Regions from separate parts of the Sus scrofa genome. Here all the other regions are linked to region 1. The links are chromatin contacts, called in public HiChIP or PLAC-seq maps. All regions are on one chromosome and are shown on one strand. The core of a region is the stretch at or near the end of the contact, and the rest is flanking DNA. Distances in the headings are between cores, read along the strand shown.

Region 1 (3,808 bases), core at 529-3,028:
TGCTTCCTTGAGGCTTCTGCTCTTGCCTCCTTTCTTGTGTCTTTTGGCATCTGTCCAGTACCATCCACTGGAGGAGGAGGGGCTGATTGGCCCAATCAGCCTGGGGACAGACCTTCTCATCTGCCCATTCAGGTGCTGCTGGCTCATGGAATGAGTTAGCGGCGGTCAGATAACTGAATCTACAAAACCCCATCCAACTGTACACTTGAAAATGGTGAATTTTATATTATGTGAATGATATCTAAATTTTTAATAAATCTAGGAACTAACCCATTGTACTGTGATGTATTATGATCCTTTGAGCCTGAAAACCTGGGTCAGATTTCCTTGTGGAGTCACGCCCACCCTCTGCCTCTAGAATCAGGAGAAAAGCTATACTTCCTAGGGGGCTATAAAGATTAGACAGGACAATGCATGCCATAGACTTGGCTGTGAGAAGACCTGAGAGCTTGGTTGTGACAGTGACAGCTTTATCGTTACAGTAACTGCGTAGCTTATTTTAGTCGTGCATTTATAAAGCAGTTTCTGTGTGGATTGCTCTCTGTTGAGGCTCTTTGAGACCATCTTGGAATCAGGAGAAATCTCCAAACTAGAGTGACTTCCCAGCTGTTGATCCTGCTGCCAAGCCCAGGCCTGGGCAAAACCGAGAAGGAGTTGACATCTGTGTCACTTTCCTGGCCTGACGGTCTTTGAGTTATCGTTACTGTCACTGTGTAGCTCCCATCTGCTTTTCTCAAGTGATCAGTGTTTTCCAAAGTGAGCTCATTGCATTAATCATATTTGGGTGTGAGTGACCTGTTTAAGCCGCATTTGTATCTTAAAGGGAGACCCAATAAAGCTCAGCGGGAGGAACCGTCAGGCCCAGAGGAAAGGGAGGGTGGGGGAAGTGGGAAGTTATTTTGAAGCCGAGGTGCTTTCCTGGGCTTCCCTGAGATCACCCCGATTCAGGGCCCATCTGGTCTCCCAGTGCTAAGGCCAACCTTGCTTGGCCTGTGCTGACTGCTGCTACCAATATGCCATCTGGAAGAGAAAAGCAGGAAAACAGCTTCAATTTCTTGGGCTCCGAGGGTTAGACTAACATGGAGACCATGGCGGCCTCAGCAGAAGCAGCTTTGATGGTGGTCGGTGGTGGCGGTGGCAGGGCTGTCATTAGCAACATTAATGAATCACCACCGCTGGGCCCGGCTCTCTTCTCTGACTCAGCTCGAAACTTCTTTCTGTTAAGAGGAAGCCAGTAACCAGTGAAGGCAAAAGCTCGTCTGAAACTCTCCGGATTGGAAACCACTGGGCGGTTCTATTTCTGAAACCAGAAGGGAAAGCACGGGGTGGAAGCCTCTTAGGATGCAGCGGGACAGGGTTGGCCGAGGGCTGAAAAAAATGGTACAGGAGTTTACAAAAACAGGAAGCTGGCCATGAAAGCGATTGGAATTATGTAAATTCAGCAGTGGGTTTGGAATGCAGGTGGCAGTCTGCCTGTGGGAAAGACTGGAAAATGAGTCAGGATGGGAGCGGTGGCAAGGTTATCAGGCGCTGGTACGGCACCAGGGAGGAAGCGACAAGGCAGGGGGCGACGTGGAGGGGAACCATCTCGACCCTGGCATGCTCAGCCCAAGGCAGCATCAGAACAGCGAAGTGGCAAGGGCAGCTGGGAAGGCGGGCTCTCGGGGTGCAGTAAGAGAAAATGAAGATGCTGATGTTGCTGCGGGAGAGGTTTATATCTTCTCGTGGGTATAAGGACTGGCGCCACGTGAGCGCTGGAGGCCCCTCACTGTGCACAGGCTCTAGAAGGCGCTAGTTCACTGGCAGCTGCCCAGGTGCCTGAGAAGCCATGTGGTGATGGATGCTCCCTCCAGAAAGGGGAGCTGGGAGCCCCATGATCTCCATCAGTGATTCACAAACCTTTGGGAATTGAGACACTTTGTTACAGCTTGTTGTTTGGGGATGTATTTTTCCCCCACCCTTTAAAAGTATTGTTGGTTTAAACATTTAAGTAAATTAAAACGAACTTTGATTTAAATTAAAAAATTTTTTTTGCCCTGAGCTGTGGTGTAGGTTGCAGATGTGGCTCAGATCCGGCATTGCTGTGGCTGTGGTGTAGGCTGGCACGTTCAGCTCCGATTAGACCCCTAGCCTGGGAACTTCCATATGCCGTAGGTACGGCCCTTAAAAAAATTTTGTTGTTATTGTTTGAACTCCTGTTCCTTGAGGGAGTTCCCATTGTGGCTCAGTGAGTTCAGAATCTGACACAGTGTCCCTGAAGATGGGGGTTCAATCCCTGGCCTCACTCGGTTAAGGATCTGGTGTTGCCACAAGCTGTGGCATAGGTCACAGATACAGCTCGAATCTAGCATTGCTGTGGCTGTGGTGTAGGCCAGCAGCTGCTGCTCTGATTTGATCCCTAGCCTGGGAACTTAGGTATGGCCATAAAAAGAAAAAATTAAAAAAAAATTTAAAATAAAAATAAAAATTCCTGTTACTTGAAACTTTTTAGACAACTGGTTAGCCTTTGGAGATATTGCAGTATTAGGATGTGGACTCTCCACTGTATACCATGTGCCCCTAAGGGCAAAGGAAAGGCCTTTGGTGCTGATAAGAGGGGTTGTCACAGGAGTATCTGTGCTTGCCTCCCCTCTCCACTCCCAGCAATGTTGACATCTGGGGATCCTTGATAAAATGTCCTTCTCCCAGACTCATTACTAATCACATTTTCTTGCTTCTAATCTCTCTTCCCTGCAGTCTATCATTCATCCTGCCATCAGAGTTAATTTCCTTATACAGAGTCTACTGTGCCACCTCCCCTTTGCAACAGTTTTCAGTGGGTCTCTTCTCTGCCTACTTCCAGTACCTTACCATGGCTCAAGGAAAACCTCTCAGGATTTAACCCTCTAATACTTTTCAAGTTTCAATGTCTTTTACATCCCTCCATGTAGCCCCCCCCCCAATTCCTGCTATACATGATTTCAGATCATCTCTTGAATATCGAGAAATGAAAAACTTGCCTCAAATTGGCTTATACAATATAGGGATTTATTTGATCCTGACTTAAGGGGAAAAAAAGCCATTATCGGTTTGAGCTTCAGGCACGGCTTGATCCAGCAGCTCAACAATTTCCCCAAGGACCCAATTTCTTTCTATCTGACTCTCATGGTTCCAAGATGATTGCCAGCAACTCTTGGGCTTCGTGCTTCTTTGTTCATGTCTCTAAAGATAGAATGTCTTTGCCTCAGCATTCCTAACCCATCTTCATCTTGATTAGACTTGTTTATGTCATCTGTTTACCCTTGCACCAATCCCTGTGGCCAAGGGGATGTACCACTACAAGGTTTCTCCTTACACTAAAAGTTTCCCCCATAATTGAATGGACACCTGAATGGATATTGGGACAATTGGAAAGAAGGAAGGGGGTCTAGAACCTAAGGAAGCATTCAGCGTTTTTCACACCATATACCCTGCAACTTCACATTTCCATGCCTACCCCCAACCAGACCCCGCCCTCACTGCTGCTTCCTGGAATGTACCATTTGCTTCTGTTGACCAGAGTCCTACTACACATGCTTCAAAGCCTTGCTCAAGTGCTACCTCTGCTGCTGTATCTCTTCAGTTTTCCTGGTAAGATTAATCCTTCTTCTATCCCCCTTCTCCCTCCTCACATACAATTGCATATATTAATTCTACGTTGCATTTGTCTGGGGAAAATGTGCTGTATTTCCCTATACTCTCACACTCAGTACTTCTGACACCAGATGTGTTTTTTTTTTTTTTTTTGCCCACACTGACCAATTCTTCAGGTATTATACAGTTCTGACAC
Region 2 (3,808 bases), core at 885-3,384, 170 kb after region 1:
GTTGCCTTTCCGCCCCCCCCCTCCCTTCCAGCAGGACCAGCCCAGTGATGGTGCTGCTGGGGCCAAGTCCCCTCTGCCCAGCTCTCGGTTTGCTTCGGGACAGGCAGGGCTGTGCACCTTGGGTCAGGACCTGTTCTTTGCCTCGGTCACCTCAGATAATGGTCACAACAGCCCTGGTGTTTAGGCGGTTCCCCCCCTTTTCCAGATGACTGAGCGAGGCTCAGGGAGATGACGGGTGAGCCGAGGAAGCTCAGTCTGGTGACAGGAGAGCCACAGAGCCCCGGCTCTGTCCACAGAGCCGCTCCGCCACCCGGCCACCTCTTGCTTCCACTTAATGAGGTCGCTGGGAACAAGGCCACAGTGAAAGCGAATAGGTTTTGTATTCTGCTCCTGGGAAGAGGAGAGGTGCGGGGCCCGGAGCGTCGTGAGCTGGCACATGTCATGGCATCTGGTTTGTGAGTTCCTTTCGGCCCAGAGTGGATGGCAGATAGCGTCAGTGCTGTCTTCTGAAGGGGACGAAGAGGGACCTGAGACACCAGCTCCGGGAGTTGCTGCGTTACAGAGATGCTCTTCAAAGCCGGCGGGAGGAAGCCGGGCAGAGCCCGCGCCTGGTCCTCCTCGCTCTCGCTGGAGAAGGACCATGCCTGTCCCAGAGCCTCCTGAGACTGTTCCTTTGTACCCGGCCCCCGATTCCTTCACCAGACTGACCAGAGAGCTGCGCCAGCGACTGCAGTGTCACCGTGTTCTTCGGCTTTGAATGAGGCCCTGGGGGCCTCTTGCCTGACCACGTCCAGACTTTCTCGCCTCTGTGAGCAGGGCCGGTTCACGTGGCCCAGAGGTGATATTCCGAAGAGGACACGTCTGCTTTCCCCTCCCTCCCCTCTTGCACGCACTGCTCTTGGGCTTATCCACGTTCCTTCTGGGGCTGCTCGCTCCCCGCCGTGGGCACTGTTCTCGTTGCTGTTCTGTGTCCTTCCATCAAGGAGAAAATTACCTGCAAACTCTTCCACACTTGAGTGGAAGAATATCACGCCCCTCCAGGGTATTCGGGATTTTAAAAGCGTTTTGGAAGAAGGATTATCCACAAGTAATTAATGCTTAATCCAAGTAATTAATGTTTAAGGCAGAACTGTGGGACAGTGACATTAGGCATCAGAGATGCGGCTGATGTCTAGCTACACCTATGTCCCCTACTGATCCTCAGATCCCTACACATGGCAGACCCCCAACCCTATCCCACCCCGCTGCATCCCTGGAGAAAGGAGCTCTTCCTGGTACCTGCCAGGTAACTCCAGCTGACACGTTTTCCTTCTCTCAGGGCATCACTGTGATGCTGGTGGATCTGAGGACTTGGGCGTTGCCACCTGCTAGCAGACGGTGGCCGAGCTGCTTGTTAGCAGTGCCCAGGCTGTGATCAGCGATGCTGTGGCAGGCAGCAGATCCCGGATTAGCAGAGATTCCTCAGAGGGCACTCCAGTGTGAGGGGAGCCGGCCCAGACGACTTCAGATGTCCCGTCCTAGCCACAGAACCAATGATGCCTCATTGTCTTTCCTGCAGGTATTTCCACTGTCCAGCAGACAGCTCTGAGCTCGCCTACGACCCGCCCGTGGTCATGAACGCGGACACCTTGAGTTACTGTCAGAAGAGGCCTGGTGTAAGCTGGCCTTTTATCTCCTCTCCTTCTTCTACTACCTTTACTGGTGAGTTGCTGGCCCCCCTGGTGGGTTTGACCCCTGCAGCAGATGGAGGGCTTTTTGGGCCCACCTCCTGGTCTTCATTGGGGTGGGAGTGGCTTGGAGAGCGGGGGTCACAGGCTGTTGGGGATGAGGGCAGCTCTCTGACTGGTTTGGGAGCCAGGACTTCTGCATAAAGGAGTGAGGAAGCCAGAAGGTCCTGCAGGAGGCCTGGCCAGTGGGCAGGCGCATCCTTTGGGCGACACGGCAAAACACATTCTACCAAGGCCTCCGAGGCGGTGACTGAGCGGTGCCATTGGTCACTTCTCCTCCACAGGGCGCCCTGCCTGTGGCAGCCCTGCAGCTCAGCCGCCCGGGTCACCTGTGGCCCTAGATGCCGGGCCTCATGGCCCTTGCCCTCTAGTCCGTGTGAAGGCGTTCCCGGAGACCTCACCGGAAACCCCCGGCAGTGGTCACACGTCACAAATGGCATGCTGGGTCATGAGATGCTTGTACTTACAGTTCTGCCCATGTTACGTAACACCATTCTAATTAAGTAAAACCTGCTGATTTTGTAATTCTGTTTCGGGAATCTCCCTTCTTCCCACCTCTTTACCCAGAACATCCTAACTAAGCACGTAGCTCTAAATAGACTGGCTGGTAGTTTGATACCCCCAGAGAGAGCCTTTTCTGAAAACCTCTCCTCCTCCTTCCTGGTCCCCTTGGGGCTCAGCTCTGGGGCGTCTCACCTGCACCCTTGCTCCTCTGTCCCTACCTGCCGCAGGCCGTGATATCTCCCAGTGTCCCAGTGTGGCCTCCAAAGTGGCTGGATGACAGTAGCCAGTGAGGGTGGGGAGGTTAGAATTTAGGGCCACCTCAGGGTTTGGGTTAGGTTGGAGCTGGCTGGGAAGCAGCTGCACATATCCAGCACTTAAAAATGAGCCCGTGGGAGTTCCCATTATGGCTCAGTGGGTTAAGGGTCCAACTAGTATCCGTGAAGACGCAGGTTCAATCCCTGGCCCTGCTCAGTGGGTTAAGGATCTGGCATTGCTGTGGCTGTGGTGTAGGCCGGCAGCTACAATTCTGATTCAACCCCTAGCCTGGGAACCTCCATATACTGCAGTTGCGGCCCTAAAAAAAAAAAAAAAAAAGAAGTCTGGGAGCCCCTGGACACATGCGCATGTGGCAGCTGGTAGGATAATGAATCCACCACACCCCCACCCCCACCCCGCCCTGCCCTTGGGGACCCGCCCTGTGATTGCAAGAAAGGAATAACAACCTTAACAGTCATCCTGTTGAGAATAATAATAGCACTCAGAGCAGTCACAGCTTTCATCTGAGGGACCAGTACGCTTTGTCCAGTGTTGTGGGACGCAGTAGGGGAGGTCTATGGGGAGAGAGGAGATGGTTGGGGGACAGTGGTGAGAAAGAAGCAGGCGTCCGGCTTTTGGAAGGTCTCTCTAATGCCTTCTCTTCCTCTTCCTTTTGCATCCAGCATGATCTACACTTTAGTGAGCTCCTAACTCGGAGACCACGCACATCCTCAGAGACTGGGATGGGAGAGGCTTGAGATGGAGAAGTCCGCTTCTACGGGTGGCTGGAGAGGGGACCAGTGTGGGGTTGTGACTGAAGGAGATGGGCAGCCACTCTGAATGGGGAGCCGGAAGCACGCAGCAGCCAGCGGCCAAGTCAGCCCTCCGTGCGCATGTGTTGCGGCCCTGTGCGTCTGTCTTTGCTGTTCACACCCCACACCCGGGCCGTTGATCCCTTCAGCTGGCCCGAGGGGTTACGAAACACGAACCTCTCCTGAGCAAGAATGGAGAATCGCTGCTTTCTGAATCCACTTCATCGAACGGCTCCCTGCAAGTTCACACTGCATTGCTGGACTGTGGCGTGGCGGCTGGAAGGCTGGAAGGTGCCTGCTTGGGAAGGGCGGACCCAGCGTCAAGGCTGAGTGTCTGTGGGATGGACTGAAGGCCTCTAGGACATCATGAGCTACTGAGACCCCTGCCTTTCTTCCAAGTCCTAGCCATCCCCTTCACTTCCAAGGGAAGGGCCTGGAAGGTGTGCAGATTTGCATGGGGCAACATCCAGCCCTGAGCCTGCTGGGGTGTCTGTTTCCCCACTCTGTTTT
Region 3 (3,808 bases), core at 349-2,848, 130 kb after region 1:
GGGATGCATAAATTCAGAGGCAGTTGTGTGGAAAGCCTCTGAGAGACCATCCTTGACTCAGAAGTTTTCCAGACCAGAATTCTCTATTGCTTGGGGGATTTCTAAAGCGTGGCAACAGTAACAGCTTCTACCTTTCTTTTTTTTTCTTTTCTTTTCTTTCTTCTTCTTCTTCTTCTTTTTTTTTTTTTTTTTTTTGTCTTTTTGGAGCCATATTTGTGGCATATGGAATTTCCCAGGCTAGGGGTCAAATCCGAGCTACAGCTGCCGGCCTACACCACAGCCACAGCAATGCCAGATCCGAGCTGCGTCTGTGACCTACACCACAGCTTATGGCAACGCTGGATCCTTAACCCCTGAGCGAGGCCAGGAATTGAACCTGGGTACTCAGTGATACTAGTCAGATTCGTTTCTGCTGAGCCATGACGGGAACTCTGCTGCTACCTTTCTTAAGTGACTACTATGTGTGGTTAAAAGAATGGACTCTATGGGAGTTCCCGTCATGGCTCAGTGGTTAACAAATCTGGTAGGAGCCATGAGGTTTGCGTTTGATCCCCGGCCTTGCTCAGTGGGTTAAGTATCTGCTGTTCCCACGAGCTGTGGTGTAGGTTGCAGACGCAGCTCAGATCCTGCGTTGCTGCGACTCTGGTGTAGGCCTGCAGCTACAGCTCCAATTAGACCCCTAGCCTGGGAACCTCCATATGCTGCAGGTGCGGCCCTAGAAAAAAGACAAAATAAAGTAAAAGAATGGAATCTTTTAATCCTCACAACAGTGCTACGAAGTAGTCATGATTAGTAGCCTCACTTAACAGATGAGGGAATGCAGGCTTAGAGAGGTTAAGGATACACCCCAGGTGTCACAGTTCATAAGCTGGTGTCATAGTTCATAAGCTCTTGAAGGCAAGTCTGGCCGACCAGAGGCCACATTTTCAATCAACACATGTTAGAGGAAATTGTTGGTTCACTTTGAAACATGCTTCTTTTTTTTGGTCTTTTTGTCCTTTTTAGGGCTACACCCGAGGCATATGGAGGTTCCCAGGATAGGGGTCAAATCAGAACTGTGGGTACTGGCCTACACCACAGTCACAGCAATGCAGGATCTGAGCCACCTCTGTGACCTACACCACAGCTCACGACAACGCTGGATCCTTAACCCACTGAGTGAGGCCAGGGATCGAACCCGCAACCTCATGGTTCCTAGTCAGATTTGTTTCCACTGCGCCCCGACGGGAACTCCTGAAACACGCTTCTTAAGGACCAGCACTGCAGCAATATTGCTCAGCTATTTTATAGGGAAGATGCAAATACCAAAGCTACCGAGGACCTCAGGGCCCCTGTAATAAGCTTGGTTCACCATGATGGGGCCAAGTGGGTTCCTTTAAGGTTCTTTTCTACTTCCATTTAACTTCGTGGGGGGATCATTCACCCCTACAGGGAACGTTTGAAGAAAAGTAAAAATATCCTGGAACAAAACTTGCAACTAGTTCAGAAACTGTGTCTCATGTATAATTTATTTTTCAGAGGCTTTCTGTGGCAAACTCCTTGTTAGTCAGAGGGAAAGATGGGACAGTCTACGCATTGCGTAAATAGTGGTGCTGTCACGGGGCTGCTGAGCCAGAAGCTGGAGCAAGAGCCCTGTCCTCACTTCACTCCACTGCCAAGGTCAAGGGAGAAGGGAAAAATAGAGGACTTCACAATAGCTGCCTTACAGGTGGGCTCAGCCCTCTGGCTCGAAGCTGGATAGCTGGTTGGCCCCATCCTTATTAGCTCTCCATTGCCGTACTAATAGCCACTCACAACAGCCAGCATTTAGGTTTCTTATGAGTCTGTGGGGTCATCTGGTGGTTCCCCAATCTTGGCCGGGCTTCTGGGGAGAATGGATGTTCTTCTGGTCTTGGCTGGAGCTCATTCATATGTCTGGCAGTCAGGGAGTTCCCGTTGTGGCTCAGTGGTAACAAACACGATTAGTATCCATGAAGATGCAGGTTCCATCCCAGGCACCACTCACTGGGTTAAGGATCCGGTGTTGCCAGGAGCTGTGGTGTGGCTTGGATCTGGCGTTGCTGTGGCTGTGGCGTAGGGGGGAAACTGCAGCTCTGATTTGACCCCTAGCCTGGGAACCTCCGTATGCCATGGGTGCAGCGCTAAAAAGCAAACAGTCAAAGAAACAAACCAAAAAACCCCATACGTCTGGCAGTCAGCAGACCATGAGCTCATCTGGCTGGGACAACTGGTTCTGCTCCTCATCGCCTCCTCCCAGGACTAAGCCAGGCTGGTGCTCCTGGTGTCACAGAGAAGCATGAGAAGAAGTGGAAATCCACAAGTACTTCTTCAAGCTCTGGTCTGCATCCAGTCTGCTAGGGCCCTGTTACTGGCTGAAGTGAGTCACGTGGCCAAAGCCCAGGGTCACAGTGGGAGGGACTGTGGAGTTACAGGGCAGAGGGTGTGGATGCATGGAGGCCATACACTGGCACCATAAATGCTATCAGTCTACCACATATTCGCAGGGAAAGGAGGAGGAATCATCTTACCCCTCTTAGAGTGACGAGCAGCAAAAAATGAGATTGCAGAGTTTCCACTGTGGCTCAGTGGGTTACGAACCCAACATAATGTCCATGAGGATGCAGGTTTGATATCTGGCTCTGCTCAGTGGGTTAAGGATCTGGTGTTGCCATGAGCTGTGGTGGAGGCCAGGAGCTGCAGCTTTGATTTGACCCCTCGCCTGGAACCTTCCGTATGCCATGAGTGCAGCCCTAAATAGAAAAAAGAAAAAATATGAATATAAATTCATTAATGCCAACCTCCTGTGATGCTTAATTGTATATGGCAAATTAGCTGGGCCATGGTGCCAGGTATGTGATTGTACGTTATTCTAGGTGTTTCTTTGAGGGTTTTTTTTTTTTTTTTGGATGAGATTAAGATTTAATTGGTAGACTTTGAATAAAGCAAATTGCCCTCCAGAGTGTGGGTGGGCCTCATCCAATCAGTCAAAGGCCTCAGTGGAGCAGAGACTGACCTCCCCAAGCAGGAGGGGCTTGTGCAGCAGCATTGGCCCTTCCTGGATCTCCAGCCTATTAGCCCACTGGCAGAATGGGACGTAACCAAACCACTACAGTTGAATGAGCCAATTTCTTCCAATCTCTTTCTCAGTCTCTATCGATATCTCTGTCTATAAATACACACATACATGCATCCTGTTGGTTCTGTTTCCCAGGAGATCCTTAACAGACCCGCCTCGATCCTGGGAAGTTCAGGTTCAGTAGGTTTTTGGAGGGGCCTGGGACCACTGTGGAGCTGAACTTTCTGTGAGTTGAATGAAATCATTTGCCTTCACTAGATGGTGAATACTTTTTTATCTTTTTAGGGCCCAAACCCATGGCGTATGGAAGTTCCTGGGGTAGGGGTTGAATCAGAGTTGCAGCTGCAGGCGCAGCAATGCGGGATCCGAGCCAAGTCTGTGACCTACACCACAGCTCACAGTGCCAGATCCTTAACCCACTGAATGAGGCCAGGCATCGAACCTGCATCCTCACAGACACTATGTCGGGTTCTTAACCTGCTGATCCACAGTGAGAACTCCAGATGATAAATATCTTGCTCAGGGTTACCCAGCTATGGTCTGGTTCCAGAGCCCACGCATACGCTCTTTCTCTCTTGCTGCTTCCATCTGTAGGAGCTGGTACCTTTCCACACCTTTCATAGAGCGTCTCTTGATCCTACTGGTCAACCTCCTTGGGCCGCTCACCAAGAGTGACAGTCACTCAATTTCCCCTGTAGTCGCCACAGACTGTGTGGACCGGGAAGAGGAGGC

Evidence for each region. HiChIP or PLAC-seq counts read pairs in DNA pulled down with a chosen protein or histone mark.
Region 2: an H3K27ac HiChIP or PLAC-seq map of alveolar macrophages shows a contact between it and region 1. The contact joins two enhancer-like sites. A contact is called at or near these places in 2 of 47 Hi-C or Micro-C datasets (fetal heart ventricle and liver) and 1 of 2 datasets of contacts at active chromatin or transcription factors (alveolar macrophages).
Region 3: a contact with region 1 is called in an H3K27ac HiChIP or PLAC-seq map of alveolar macrophages. The contact joins two enhancer-like sites. A contact is called at or near these places in 1 of 47 Hi-C or Micro-C datasets (fetal liver) and 1 of 2 datasets of contacts at active chromatin or transcription factors (alveolar macrophages).

The regions. Positions count from the first base shown.
Region 1 is chr10:12,791,108-12,794,915 of Sscrofa11.1, forward strand. The region is part of intron 3 of CNIH3 (protein cornichon homolog 3); the gene reads left to right. Among named protein-coding and RNA genes, the nearest start is that of WDR26, 36 kb to the left of the region's middle. Within about 2 kb of position 1,779, at least 33 of the 83 cell types and tissues checked have an H3K27ac peak or open chromatin away from gene starts, as enhancers often do. A contact at or near this core is called in alveolar macrophages, where this site is marked.
Region 2 is chr10:12,956,522-12,960,329 of Sscrofa11.1, forward strand. It overlaps CNIH3 (protein cornichon homolog 3), which reads left to right. Exons shown (of 10, transcript XM_021064387.1): 8 at 1,559-1,641; 9 at 1,644-1,701; 10 at 3,170-3,808. The coding sequence ends at 3,197. Among named protein-coding and RNA genes, the nearest start is that of DNAH14, 90 kb to the right of the region's middle. Within about 2 kb of position 2,135, at least 1 of the 83 cell types and tissues checked has an H3K27ac peak or open chromatin away from gene starts, as enhancers often do. A contact at or near this core is called in alveolar macrophages, where this site is marked.
Region 3 is chr10:12,919,638-12,923,445 of Sscrofa11.1, forward strand. The region is part of intron 6 of CNIH3 (protein cornichon homolog 3); the gene reads left to right. Among named protein-coding and RNA genes, the nearest start is that of DNAH14, 130 kb to the right of the region's middle. Within about 2 kb of position 1,599, at least 1 of the 83 cell types and tissues checked has an H3K27ac peak or open chromatin away from gene starts, as enhancers often do. A contact at or near this core is called in alveolar macrophages, where this site is marked.